Linked DNA regions of Mus musculus: all the other regions are linked to region 1. The links are chromatin contacts, called in public HiCAR-type and HiChIP or PLAC-seq maps. All regions are on one chromosome and are shown on one strand. The core of a region is the stretch at or near the end of the contact, and the rest is flanking DNA. Distances in the headings are between cores, read along the strand shown. Region 1 holds the start of Ebf1 (early B cell factor 1). Region 2 has its middle 75 kb from the start of Gm12159. Region 3 has its middle 59 kb from the start of Gm12159. Region 4 has its middle 38 kb from the start of Gm12159. Region 5 has its middle 20 kb from the start of Gm12159.

What was found. HiCAR-type assays count read pairs that join an accessible place to other places. HiChIP or PLAC-seq counts read pairs in DNA pulled down with a chosen protein or histone mark.
Region 2: a contact with region 1 is called in an H3K4me3 HiChIP or PLAC-seq map of embryonic basal ganglia, with 4 times the contacts expected there. The contact joins the enhancer-like site here to the promoter of Ebf1 in region 1. A contact is called at or near these places in 12 of 39 promoter capture datasets (the 3T3-L1 cell line, 3T3-L1-derived adipocytes, the C10 cell line and 6 more), 1 of 15 datasets of contacts at CTCF or cohesin (large pre-B cells), 8 of 484 Hi-C or Micro-C datasets (brown adipocytes, centroblasts, embryonic stem cells and 1 more), 17 of 115 datasets of contacts at active chromatin or transcription factors (the 230-238 cell line, craniofacial prominence, embryonic basal ganglia and 10 more) and 2 of 9 other capture datasets (adipose tissue and embryonic stem cells).
Region 3: a contact with region 1 is called in a HiCAR-type map of fibro-adipogenic progenitors, with 9 times the contacts expected there. The contact joins the enhancer-like site here to the promoter of Ebf1 in region 1. A contact is called at or near these places in 9 of 39 promoter capture datasets (the 3T3-L1 cell line, 3T3-L1-derived adipocytes, the C10 cell line and 4 more), 2 of 15 datasets of contacts at CTCF or cohesin (large pre-B cells and pro-B cells), 13 of 484 Hi-C or Micro-C datasets (B cells, CD4 T cells, adipose-derived mesenchymal stem cells and 5 more), 19 of 115 datasets of contacts at active chromatin or transcription factors (the 230-238 cell line, the NIH/3T3 cell line, craniofacial prominence and 13 more) and 3 of 9 other capture datasets (adipose tissue, embryonic stem cells and liver).
Region 4: a contact with region 1 is called in an H3K4me3 HiChIP or PLAC-seq map of embryonic stem cells, with 7 times the contacts expected there. The contact joins the enhancer-like site here to the promoter of Ebf1 in region 1. A contact is called at or near these places in 13 of 39 promoter capture datasets (the 3T3-L1 cell line, 3T3-L1-derived adipocytes, the C10 cell line and 6 more), 2 of 15 datasets of contacts at CTCF or cohesin (large pre-B cells and pro-B cells), 11 of 484 Hi-C or Micro-C datasets (B cells, embryonic fibroblasts, embryonic stem cells and 1 more), 17 of 115 datasets of contacts at active chromatin or transcription factors (the 230-238 cell line, the NIH/3T3 cell line, cardiomyocytes and 11 more) and 3 of 9 other capture datasets (adipose tissue, embryonic stem cells and liver).
Region 5: a contact with region 1 is called in an H3K4me3 HiChIP or PLAC-seq map of embryonic limb bud, with 7 times the contacts expected there. The contact joins the enhancer-like site here to the promoter of Ebf1 in region 1. A contact is called at or near these places in 10 of 39 promoter capture datasets (the 3T3-L1 cell line, 3T3-L1-derived adipocytes, the C10 cell line and 3 more), 2 of 15 datasets of contacts at CTCF or cohesin (large pre-B cells and pro-B cells), 12 of 484 Hi-C or Micro-C datasets (embryonic fibroblasts, embryonic stem cells, gonadal supporting cells and 4 more), 16 of 115 datasets of contacts at active chromatin or transcription factors (the 230-238 cell line, the NIH/3T3 cell line, cardiomyocytes and 10 more) and 5 of 9 other capture datasets (adipose tissue, embryonic stem cells, embryonic tail and 2 more).

Annotation. Positions count from the first base shown.
Region 1 is chr11:44,616,840-44,619,357 of GRCm38.p6, forward strand. Ebf1 (early B cell factor 1) reads left to right here and starts at 1,261. Exons shown (of 16, transcript NM_007897.3): 1 at 1,261-1,473. The coding sequence starts at 1,340.
Region 2 is chr11:45,190,844-45,193,361 of GRCm38.p6, forward strand. No RefSeq gene overlaps it. Among named protein-coding and RNA genes, the nearest start is that of Gm12159, 75 kb to the left of the region's middle. Within about 2 kb of position 1,263, at least 9 of the 459 cell types and tissues checked have an H3K27ac peak or open chromatin away from gene starts, as enhancers often do. A contact at or near this core is called in embryonic basal ganglia, where this site is marked.
Region 3 is chr11:45,174,325-45,176,842 of GRCm38.p6, forward strand. No RefSeq gene overlaps it. Among named protein-coding and RNA genes, the nearest start is that of Gm12159, 59 kb to the left of the region's middle. Within about 2 kb of position 1,262, at least 38 of the 459 cell types and tissues checked have an H3K27ac peak or open chromatin away from gene starts, as enhancers often do. A contact at or near this core is called in 3T3-L1-derived adipocytes, the NIH/3T3 cell line, adipose tissue and 3 more, where this site is marked.
Region 4 is chr11:45,153,471-45,155,988 of GRCm38.p6, forward strand. No RefSeq gene overlaps it. Among named protein-coding and RNA genes, the nearest start is that of Gm12159, 38 kb to the left of the region's middle. Within about 2 kb of position 1,256, at least 7 of the 459 cell types and tissues checked have an H3K27ac peak or open chromatin away from gene starts, as enhancers often do.
Region 5 is chr11:45,135,296-45,137,813 of GRCm38.p6, forward strand. No RefSeq gene overlaps it. Among named protein-coding and RNA genes, the nearest start is that of Gm12159, 20 kb to the left of the region's middle. Within about 2 kb of position 1,261, at least 11 of the 459 cell types and tissues checked have an H3K27ac peak or open chromatin away from gene starts, as enhancers often do. A contact at or near this core is called in embryonic limb bud, where this site is marked.

The sequences.
Region 1 (2,518 bases), core at 11-2,510:
TTCTGCCTGGTCAGTCCTTTTTTCCTCCACGTTTGCCCCCGAAGTCCCAGGACAGGCAAGCAAGGGACTAGGCGTCTGCCCAAAGAGAACGCAGTCAGTACGCCTCCGTCGCGCTCAGGGCTCGGAAGGGATGCTTAAGAACTGCCATGGTGCATACCCCTTCGACTCAGGATACCTCCATCTCCTTCCCTCTGCCCCCTCTCTCGCTCTCTAAGGCCACGCTCCTTCCAGTTTAGACGCTAGAGCTCAGAGATCCCTTGCTCGCCACTTTGCCGGGAACTTTGGCGGCTCCCCTGCGCCACAAGGAGAAGGATGTTAATGAGGGAGTGTGGCCAGGCTCTGTGAACAAGCCAGCTCGGGAGCTGCGATTGGCTGTGATAAGGCGGAAGGATGACGTTATGCAAAGAAGGGGCGTGTCTAGGCTGCGAGGGCCCCGCCTCCTTCCCTTTGGGGTTAGTGTGCCTGTGTTTAGCTCTGGGGAGAGTCAAACTGGATTCCACAGGGAGAGCCTGCAAATCACTTCTATTTTAGCAAGGAGAAAACAGAATCTCCATCCAGCAGGGTCCACCCCTCTCTTTCTCCCTCTCCTCTCTTTTTCTATCTCTTTCCCTCCCCCCTTCCTCTTTCCCTCTCTCTCCCCTTCCCCCCCCCCCCTCCGGTGTATCTGTCTACAGCAACCAGCGTCCTCATCTACACGCACGGAAAGGAAAGAAACATCTTTGGTTGAGAGAGGAGGAGGAAAAAAGAGAGAGAAAAAAACTTGCCTGGTTGTGGAAAATGACACTTCAAGTAGCCAAGCCGGCTTCGAGAGTCGTATCTATTGTTTCTTAAATTGTCATCAGGGTGGTTTTTTTTCTTCCTGCTTCTTCAAGTGAAGGTACCGCTACAAAAGGAAACTCCAGCCCCTCCTGTTCTCCAACGGCCTGTGATTACTACAAAAAGAAAAAAAAAAAGGCAAAAAAAAAAAAAAAAGCAAAAAAAAAAAAAAAAAAAAAAAAAAAAAAGGAAAAAAAAAGCACCCAAACTCAAAACCAACCAACCAAACAACCCCCAACAGCCAGGCATATATCTCTGTTTTTTCTTAATTTTGGTCTTTTCGTTGGATTTTCCCTTTCTTTTTTTTTCCCCTCGCCCCCCTCCTTGTTATCGCTCAGTTTTGAGCGAAGGTTTACATTTTTAAAAATTTTGCTTTTCAGCCCGCCTTGATGTAGCGCGAGTCTCATCGACTCAAAAAAAAAAAAAAAAATCTGTGGTTGGCGTTTTTTTTTTTTTTTCCTTTTTTTTTTTTTCAAATATTTTCAAAGGGGAGGAGATTTTTCCACAAGAAAAGGTTGTTTTCATGTTTGGGATCCAGGAAAGCATCCAACGGAGTGGAAGCAGTATGAAGGAAGAGCCGCTGGGCAGCGGCATGAACGCGGTGCGGACGTGGATGCAGGGCGCCGGGGTGCTGGACGCCAACACAGCGGCGCAGAGGTGGGTACCGCTGGGGGACCGTGGAGGAGAGGCCACCGGCTAGCGGGAGAGCCCGGAGACGGCGGCGCGGCTACCCGGGGCCTGGCCACGCGAGTGCGTCTGCCGCTGCGCTGCGCTCGCCGCCCGAGCTCCGCGCTCCTCGGCTGCGCAGCACTCGTCGCCGGGTGGCCAGAGATCAGCGAGCTGCTGGAGGGAGCCGAGCCCAAGCTTTGCCGGCACTTTCCGCAGCCCCATCTGCGAGTGTTTTCGTTTTGTTTTAACCCAGAAGAGGCGTCTCTGCAGCTCGGTGTTGGATAGCTGCGCTTTTCTGACCGCTTGTTTTCTTTTCTGTGTGGTTATATTTTTCCCTTTTCCTCTCCTTCTCTTCGCTTCCTTTCCCCTTTATTTCGCTTCAGTTCTTTCCTTTTTCTTCTTCCCTCTTTTCTTTTTTCCTACTTAATTTTCTTCTCTCCCCCTTTCTTCCTTTCTATTTTCTACCTTCTTTAATTCTTTCCTTTCCCCCTATCTTTCCTTTCCCTTTTCTACCTTCTTTAATTTTTTCTTGTCCTTCTCCACTCTTTTCCCCCCTTCTTTCTCAGTTTCACTCTTCGTTTTTCTCTTCTCTTTCCTCACCTGGCTCTCTCCCCCGTTTCTCTCTCTCTCTCTCTCTCTCTCTCTCCATTTTTCTTCTTGGAGTCTCCTCTTATTTCTCCTATCTGGTTCTTTACTCTCTCCTCTCTCCACTTCTTAGCCTTCAGTTTTTCTCAGTCTGCCTGTAGAATAGTGATTTCCAACTTTAATTTTCACATCTCCTAAAAGCCACCCTCATCCACTGTCACCTTGGCCTTCCCCAGTCCCTCTCCCACTCTCCAGATCCTACACTGAGTGATTTGGAGGCCATGCTCTTGGAGACCAACTTGAGGAACTTCCCTGGACACACCCAGTGCCCTGTCCAGGGGCTCCTAGTCCCAAGTGAGAAATGGTACCTTGCCCTTTTCATTGCTGGCCACCACCTGGGCTTCGGGGAAAACTTTGTGGGCCCAGGCTCCATTAGACATAAAGGGTG
Region 2 (2,518 bases), core at 13-2,512, 570 kb after region 1:
TAAAGTATGTCCGCCTCCTGTACACTGGCTGGCTATCCCAGGTGAGCCATCAAAGCTTGCAGCTCCTACCATGGCTTAGCCAGGCTTCCATTCCTCTCAAGGTACATAGGTTATCGTTTCTTTTTTATAAGTCAGACTCCCATACTGCTGAAATAAATGTCTAGGGGGCAGAATAAAGGGGCTCTCTCAAAGACAGGTGGCTCTGATACTACACGATGATAAGTCATTAGCTGGATTACACGGATTCCTCCCACGTCCCCACCATCCAGATTGTGAATATTCACTCGGCACCACACTCTGCCAAACGTCTTTTAAAAATTGGTTTGACTGAAAATTAACCCTGGGCCATATGGAAAGTGAGAGGTAGTCTGGCTTGGCTCAGCTAGGTAAAGTCGTTCAGTTGTCTGACATCCCTTCTGCTTGACACGAAGAATCCCATGGAGAAGAAAGACGAAAGAGGAAATAATGCCGAGAGAGAGGGGGAAGAGAAAAGAAAGGAGCCGAGGAATAAAGGAAGGGTCTTACAAAACAAAAAAGTAGGAGATTAATGGAAAAAGAATACTTAATAAAGCTCTCTTGGGCGCTCTCTCTGTCTCTCTCTTATTCCCTCTCTCTCTTTTGAGGCTGCTGTATTAAATTAAAGTCATACATAGGTTTCAAAGGAAATCACATTTCGGCAGTCTGGCGAGCCTACCTGACAATGCACGCTAACAGAATTGTAAATGTAAAGGGTGATGCCTGTCAGCACTGACAGTTCTAAATGGCCTTTTAGTTCAGTACGCAGAACTGTCATAAAAAAACATAAAAATGCATATGCAGACAGCTGAAACTGCTATGCACATCATTATCTGCAAATGGTATAAGTATCCTGAACAAAAGGCCTTCCAGTTTAAGGACATGCATAAGACATTTCTCTGCCTCCAGCTTTAAAACAAAGTGCTGTCAAGTAAACAAGATTCCCCGAGCCAGAACTGAGGTCTCGCTGTCAATCAGTGGGGTGCTACATCTGTACATATTTTTCTGACCCTGCATATGAGAAGAGCATTCTTAACAGATGTGTATTTAACTTCTGGCAGCTACATCTGTTTCCTCTGCTTTTCCCTTCTTATTTCTTTATCACGGCTCTCACAGACCCCTACAGAGGGGTGTTTCATTGTGTGCTGATTCATTTCACCCTCTCCTTACTGTGCCCCTCCCTGCTCTATCCGCAGATACTTCCCCCTCGGGGAATTTTTCTTCCTTTCTTTTTCCTCTTTGTAACTCGAAAAGGCCAAAGGAGCCTACATTTGGAGGTAGAGCCATGAAACTGTAGAGACATTTGTCTTTCCTCACCGAGGAAAGAGACTGACTGCCAACTAAGATGGAAAGATCCTTGAGAACATGGGCGATTTTGCTAATGAAATATTTCTGAAGCTGGGATGCACATTGGAATCACATGAAGGATGGAAGATTCTCCTTCAAGGGAATCTTTGAAAGTGACCTTTGGATTGGGCCTCATGACATTGGTCTTTTTTAACAAACACGTCAGCTGTTCCCATGTTTACACTCCCTGAAGTAGCAGAGAGAACCCTGGTGGGACCTCTACCCCATAGCAGTCAATCTCCTAAAGACTGAAGGTATAGACGTGAAGAAACAAGACAAACCCCCTACTTAAAACAGGTCACATTCTATTGAATGAGGCAAGCCAATAAGCATCTAAACAAATGCATGACTGATTGTTACAGACAGAGACAAGTGTCTGGGGGAAAGAAAACCTCAATGGGGTAATGAAGCAGAGAACAGCAGTACCCAGAGTGGACAGTTTCTGAGAGGTCATCAGGAACGCCTTCACTCTCGGCTTTCCTGGCTTTCCTCTGACACCTGGGTGATAATGAAGTAGCTGCTAAGCTTCCTGAATCTTTAGGTGGAATTGAAACTATCATCATAAACTTCCAGATGAGAGGAGTAATACTTAGAGAAAGCAGAGACTTGCTCTCAATTACACAGAGGGTTCAAACCCATAAGTAAGATAGCAACTCCAAAATTCACTTGTATTCTGCACCTAATTGAATACAGCCAGAAATTAATGTGAAATACAATCTCCTCCCTCCATCACCTAAAATGCATTATTGTCTCTATTTAGTTATCTATCTATCTATCTATCTATCATCTATCTATCTATCTATCTATCTATCTATCTATCTATCTATCTATCATCTATCTATCTAATCTGCATAATCTGCATACCTACCTGCTATCATTCTATTTATCTACCTATCTATCTACACTGTCTCCAATACAGCTTAATTTAACTACATTATTTCTGAATAACTGGGATTTGGACCAAAACATTAACTTCCATTCACATTGTATGTGTAGAAAAATCTTAAGATTCTAAGCTTTATAAGTCCACAATGCAGTTTAGAACTCCCCGGCTTCATGCTCACCAAGATACACTCCTATCCCTTTCATATGTTTATGGGTCTTGGGTGGAAGCCTGCTGCCTCCAGATGAATTGCAAAGAGAGATAATGATCTTT
Region 3 (2,518 bases), core at 12-2,511, 560 kb after region 1:
TTTAGAAACTAATAGGTTTGGCTATGTCCCAATGAAACATTATTTACAAAAGCCACACACTGAGATGGAGATGGAGTTCAGTGGATAGAATGCTTGCTTAGAATGTCCCGACTTTGATCTTTAACACCACAGAAAAACAGGTATGACCTTATACACCTATAATCCCAACATTCAGGAAGTAGAGTCAGGAAGATCAGATATTTAAAACCATTCTCAGCTCTGTGTGAGCTCCAGACCAGCCTAGGTTACATGAGACTGTGTCTCCAAAACAAAGAAACAAAACCATACAACCAGCTTTGATTTGTGGGGCCCACTTTCAACTAACCCTTGCTCTCATCTAATAAACAATAGCCAAGAAAATATATGAAACCTATACAAATGTGTCTTTGTTATCTCAGCCTAAGGTAGATTCAAAACAATTACATTTTCAGATTGGGGTAGGAATTAAAAGAGTAAAAAAGGTACTATTTTATGTTTGGAAAGGGGTCACAGATATGCATAGTTCCAATCTCTGAGAATGAGAGAAAAATGAAGATAATTAAACTGGATAGAAGGCAGGATTAACACATGCCTTACACACTCACTAGAAACCCACATTCTAGACACAGATTGAGTCAGTAGTGACTCAGCTATTGTAGAGGATTTTGTTTTTACTTTTGCTTCACCTTTTGCAGACATGTCTGATGCACCCACAAAACGGACCATGAGCAATGTCTTGTCCTCCTTAGTTTAAAAAGTATAAGGACAGGTCCAATCTGGCTTTTTGTAAGGAGCTCTGAAGGATCCATGGAAGTCATTAGAAGCAAAAAATTAAAAAATAATAAAAAACTGGTTATATTAGTGTTGTAACTGGGCATTGACACCATATGACATAATTGGCTCTCGCCTCTGTGCTCCATCTGACTCCAGCATTCTGAAGCCATTTCGTAACACCACTGAACATCTGCTGGGAATCAGAGTTCTACACCCAGGGAAGGAGAACCGTACGGAGGGCGTGGCTTCCCTTAAAGTGCAATAATATGGTGTTAAAGTGTCACATATCTAAATTTGCGACAATAATTATATAAACACAGACTAGGAGACTATAAGGGGGCGGGAAGCTACATCAGTCTTAAAGACGGTAACTCTCAGGAGAGGCAGCTTGAGAGACTACAGTGAAGTTGGTTAAGTTTTCCAGGGGTTGGAATTGAATATATTAGGGAGGAATGAAGACGAAGCTAGTCATGTTTTTACTGCTGTTTCTCTTCCAAGCCCTTACTCACTTGAAGCCAGAGTTATGTATTAACAAGCAGAAATCATTAACTTGGGTATTTCATTTAGCCAAGCACTATATGCAACAAAATAGGCTTCCAAGCTGCTTGAATGTCATCTTGCTTTCCACACTTTTCCTAAACTGAACTCACACAGATTCTTCCAGAAACAGCATCTTTAAAACCCACCCCAAAATATTCCATGGTGCTTACTCTAACATGAGTTGGAAATTCTGTGTGTGTTTGTGTATGTGTGTGTGTGTGTGTGTGTGTGTGTGTGTGTGTGCGTGCACAAGAGAGAGGGGGTATGGAGGAGAGGACTTGGATCATAAGGGATTAGCTTATCTACAACTTCTTCCAAATTGTAACTATTTGTGGGTTCATGTGGTCTCCCAAGGCCAAAGCAAAATGTCTTTCGGCACAAATTTAAGTCTGTTCTGGAAGCAGTTGGTAGACTGCTTGTGTGTTCCACTCTAAAGGTAATGAGACAAACTAGACTTTTGGGCAGGATATCTCTCTCTCTCTCTCTCTCTCTCTCTCTCTCTCTCTCTCTCTCTCTCTCCCCCCGACCAATAGACACCACCTCTTTTTTTCTTCCCTCCCTCCCTCCTTCCCCCTGCTCAGTGTGTGTGTGTGTGTGTGTGTGTGTGTGTGTGTGTGTGTGTGTGTATGTGTGTCTTTCATGTTCAAAAGGTTGAAGTGAGACTCCAGTGACTAGATTCCCTCAATAAATGGATTTGTCAGAATGGTGAAAATTCCAAATTTCTTTGTTCATTTCTGCTGTTTCCTTGTAGGGGTTTAGAGTTTTGTGAGTAATAAAACACTACATATAAAAAGAAAATCTCAACTACTTCCAAAACAAGCACTCCCAGGGCTTAATCTGCATCAGACCACTTAGGACATATGATTTCTTACTTCAATCACATTCATATCATGCCCACATTTTGTCAAATTAAATATCATTCATATTCTGCTTATTTTTCTTTAAAGTATCCTTTCCTCCACATCAATTTGCATAAAAGTGAAATTCTGTATTGCTGCTATTAAGAGGAAAACATTTCTACTTGTCAGGAAGATATTTGCTACAAAAACATGAACGGAGAAAACTAAAACACACCCTTATAACAATCTAATTACATACACTTTGGCCAAGGTTCCATGGACAGCCAGTTCTCTCTCAGACAAGGAAGCTGAGAAAGCATTATGAGGTTGCTGGGGGGGGGGGAGGTGCAAACTGCATCTTAAACAGGCTCTTCTTGGAGAAATCA
Region 4 (2,518 bases), core at 6-2,505, 540 kb after region 1:
AGTCAATATTCAATATCAACCAGTAAAACTCTTCATCACCCCTGCACCCTGGATAAACTTGGCTTGGTGAAAGAGTTTTCATCTAGCATATCAACCTCCTGATACTTTATAGCTGCCACCAAGCGAAGATCATGGTCGTTCACTTTGCTCATGGACTCCCCTCTACCCAACCCAGTTCTCAGTGCTTACATAAGACTGGCAAATGATCTCCTTGCCAAGTCCTCAGTTCCCTTTTCCCATGGGGACAAAGATGGCACATTCTTCTTAGACTTGATGAGAAGATGGCACTGTGAAGGAAATAGGTCTCAGCTCTTGACTAGCTGCTAACAAGTGTTGAAAGATGTTAGGTGTCAGGGTTGGAGATGTGCAACTTGTTAGTGCTTGCCTGCCATTCACAAGGCCTTGGGTTCCAACCTCAAACACTGCAGAAAATCAGATATGGTGGTGAATGACCATGATCACAGGACCTGGGGAGTTGAAGCAAATATATCAAAAGTTTAAGGCCATCCTTGGCTGTTGCATAATGAATATGAGGGCAGCTTCTGCTACATGAGACAATCTTTAATTTTTTTAGGTATGATTTTTGGTTGCTGTTCCTGTATTATTTAATATTATACTTATATTTTTATCTACCTACACAGGACCATAAATCTTAATTGAGTGGTGCATAGGTCTCCTATGCTATTCAGATGGTCGTGTGTGTGTGTGTGTGTGTGTGTGTGTGTGTGTGTGTGTGTGTGCGCACGTGTGTGCACGCACACGCAGGCACACACTGTTCTCTTATTTTCATCATGGTAATGCATAATCCAGCCTTCTGTTCTGTTCCTTTTTATACCAGACAGCATTTTACTACAAAGAGCGGCTGCTGTTTCTCTAACAGCAGTCACACACTTAATGCTTCAATTTCCACATTTTATTTTATATGTAATTTAAAGCCCATGGTGCCTTAATTGTAAAATAGGCCTTATTAAAATAATAGCTTGAAAACCAGTGGGGCTCCCTGTGCCAAGCAATGAGGGTTTTTAGCGTAACGGCTGTTTACTAGGATTTAAAAAGAGACACAACCCAAATAAAGCTGTAAAGACATTTCCAGCATGAGTGATGGGCCAAGGACCAGCTGATAATTAAGCTCTCCCCCAGCCCCCGCACCAGGTTTTTTCCCCTTTCTTTGGTGCTGTCTGGAGCTTTCCTTAGCAATCCAAAGCACACTCTTTACTGCTTTTATGATTGATGAGGCGGGGAGGATGCTTCAGTACGAGGCAGCAACGCAGTGCTTTGATTAATGATGCTGGTGGGGCTCCCAGAAGACCAAAGAGAATAACACTTATCAGAAAGGCAGCTGATGCCACTGAGAGGGACCGCAGCTCCTAGGGACCTGCTGGTTGTGAGACTGGGGAATGGTGTGCCTTGAGGGTCTTTAACGCTGCCATACTCCAACCTCACCTCCTTAAAGGCCAGGGAGAGGCACTAACGGTTATTATGTCCCACTATTTCACAAATCCAGCACTGGCCAACGTTCCCTAGAAATCGCTAACACACAAGACCTGCCAGCAGTCTCTGGCACTGTCTTAGCCATGACAGGTTTTCTTCACTGTGATTTTTCTTAGCCAGAAAAAGTCAGGTAAAAAGATTTTATAGGTTAAGACCCTTCACTGCTTCTACTCATGGAGCTCTGGCCCCATTCATCTGGTGCTAGATGCTCCTCATAGCTATTAGGTAGGTATGAACAGTCTTCTTGCTTTGTGCCTAAGGAAACCTAGGCAAAGAAACCTGTGGTACAGCCCAGAGTCATCTTGAGCTAGAGAACATGAACTCCAGGCTTCAGTAGGACCAATGCCCACGCCTGTGCTTTTGGTGAGTAGGCAACCATTACTTCCATGAAGACAGTCCCAGGACTCACAGGAAGACGTCTTACCAGCTAGGCTTCCTCGGATTTAGTCCTTAACAAGCTTAGAAGAGATGCTTACTTTCCTGGGTCTCCGAGTTCTTCGCTATGAATTTAGACACACCCTGGCCACCTCACAAAGCTTTTTCTAAGAATCAGATATATTCACACTCATAAATGTTCTTGGCAAAGGAAGAACCCCGGCGAACTCTTTGTACTCCATACCGAAAGGCATGCATGAAGCAAAGCCTTGCAAATTAAGATTCTTGGTTTCTGAACAACTTGATATCATTTCTGAATCCAAGATGCGTGACTTTGATGAGGTATGGAATCCCTCTGAATCTTAGCCTTCTGCCCTGCCAAACCAGTTCAGCACTTACCTCTTGGCATCGCCAGGAGCATCCCATAATAGTGTGCCCACAGAGCAGCTTACATACTGCCTGGCACCTGAGCTCCTCAATGATAGCTCACATCATCATTTCTTTTATGTCTTTCCCTCTGAGCCATGGTCTCCTCCTCATTATCCTCTCAGAGGGATCTCTGTCTGCCCTTCCAGTTGCCTCTCTGACCTTTTGAGCATTATAAACTGAAAAGGGAACTAGGAGTCAAAGAGAGCCCTGTGGCTTCGGAGCT
Region 5 (2,518 bases), core at 11-2,510, 520 kb after region 1:
TATATGGATTATTTTATAATATAACTACTTCAGAGGATTATGGGGGCAACTGAAATAAAGGGAACTACAAGAGAGGCTTTGGATAATACCTGGGCCGTGGGAGGAGATAAATGAACTTCCACTCAACGTCTCATCCTCTGCCAAGTGGACCAACATTTCTTAAAAATCTTACCTAAAGTTCTTCCTCTTTTGAGTCCTCCCTTCTTGCTGATTCAGTGTATCAAAACACGAAATAACCACTGGGAAGACTCAGTGTCAGGATGAAATGAGCAGATAAGACCAGAACTGTGAAGGTGAGCAGGAAGACTCATAGCGAAGCTTACATTCTTTTCAGACAGTTAAGGTTCGCTACCGCTTCATTATTTTCATCATTCTTGGGAACCAAACCTTTCAAAGACATTGAGGGCAAGAGCCTCAGGGCTGGGGAGTTGATTTGGTGACTAAAGCACTTGCCATGCATGTGTCAGGATGGGAGTTGGAAACCTCAGAACTTATGTAGAACCAGGTTTGGGTGGTGTCGCCTACAAGACAGAAATTGAAGACAAAAGTCCCAGAAGCGCATGGACCAGCTAGCCTGGCTTAAGTAGAAACCAGTGACAAAAGAGAGACTTTGTCTCAAACACGATAGAAAGGAAGCATAAATCCCTAATGGTGCCCTCTGACCTCCACAGGTGTACATTGACAACTGCTCATCTGGACTCAGGCACATGAATGTGTGCACATGTACCTACACGATACACACTCACACACTTACACATGCACAGACAGACATGCACACAGGCACAAATAAGCATGGAATGAGAGCTTTATAACCAAAGCCCCATGGTTATATCCTTACTCTCTTAGGAAACACAGCAAGTTAAAATGTTAAGAGCGTCTCAGCTACCTCTGTAAATTTGGGAAATGGCAGTGACATCACCGGGTCCTTGTGAAATCTTCAAAAACATCACTTGTGCCCTATACCATGCTGGCCGACAGTAAATGCTCAGCAACTGTGAACTATCTAACATGTCTATGCCATTCTTAAAAATTAGCAAACAAGAAGGGAGGACACCCAAACTACAAGGCGCCTCTTTTAGCCCCCAAGACTTCATCCTTAAGCCTCTGGATCTTGCTTCATCATCCAGAGTCAAGAAACTGTCTTCTTGCAATGAGTTCACTCTTTCCAGATGTTGCCAAAGAGAGAAAAGTGAAACCTACTAGGTTGTCACCCTCTGAGCGTAAGAATAGCCACATGGAGATGGCTCCATAAACAGGGGCAGAAATAAGTTAAAGGCTCAAAAGTTTAGTGGAGGAGGTGGGGGTCCCCAGACTCCCCGGCACACTGTCTTCCAAGTCTAATTGCAGCACATTCCTGGGATCTGCCATCACCACACCATCATGATGCAAACGCCGCAGCATGGTGGAGAAAGAGGAGTCAGAATACCTCTGAAAGAGGCACAAAAACATATGCTGACCCTTCTCAAACCTATGGCCATATTCCACATTGGAGCAAAACTAAATGAAATCAACATCTCTACCCAACATCCTAGAGCCAGGGCAAATAGGAACTTAGTGTTTCTCTAAATACACAGAGTATATTACCTTAGTCATAAAATTGGGGACTTTCAAATCTAATTTGTTCAGCCCTAGTGCTGTTGAAGGCTGGGCAGGGTTCCAAAGGAAATCACCTCCACGCAAACAGAGATTAGCAGTTCTCCCCTGTAGACATCTGGGAGTGATTCCCTATAATCTCCAGTAATTGTGGCTGCATTACATTCAAACCCTGTTTTCAATTTTCTTAAACTTCTAGGACTGATTGTGTTATTAAATCATGCTGGCTGATGTGTTTAATAAGGACCTATTAAATGTTTATAAAATTAGGGAAATAAATACGGCCTCTTAGTCAGATTGCCCAATGGATCTGGTAACCTATTGTTAAAATAACAGTTGTGTTAAAGCTGATTCTCCCCACTGCAGAGGCTGGTACCCACTTGAACACATCGCCCCATCATTTACGACAAGGTGCTTGTTCTAATACTCCATTTGCTGAATGCTTTGTTTCCCTCCCAACTCAGCAAAGAAGGACATATATTCAAAGAGGGCCCACGGAAAGATGTAGCGTTTTGGCCAACAAACAAGAAATGTCACCTCTGTTTTCAATGAACTAGGAAGAACTCCAATTTCTTGACTTTACCCAGAGAGCCCAGCTCTCCATTGTTATTGTGGACAACTTCACACCTGGCTTAATTTCAAACTGGAAATTGCACACAGTCCTCGTAGGCCTTCAGGAGGAAGGTGTGGTGGGCTAGGAGAGAGGACAGGAAACTTGGCAGTAAAGGACGTTCAAAGCTGCGGGAGTGAGTGCAATCCAGTCTTCACACAAGAGGGCTTAGCTCAGGAGTTATCTATTTATTGAATCTCAGAGATCTTGGGTGGCTTGTGGCTACAGAAGTTCTTCTAAACCGCATCCCATTCAGGCTAGCCCTGTGGCAGTCTCTCATTGGCCTTTGAGAGCAAAATCTGGAAAGAGATCTGG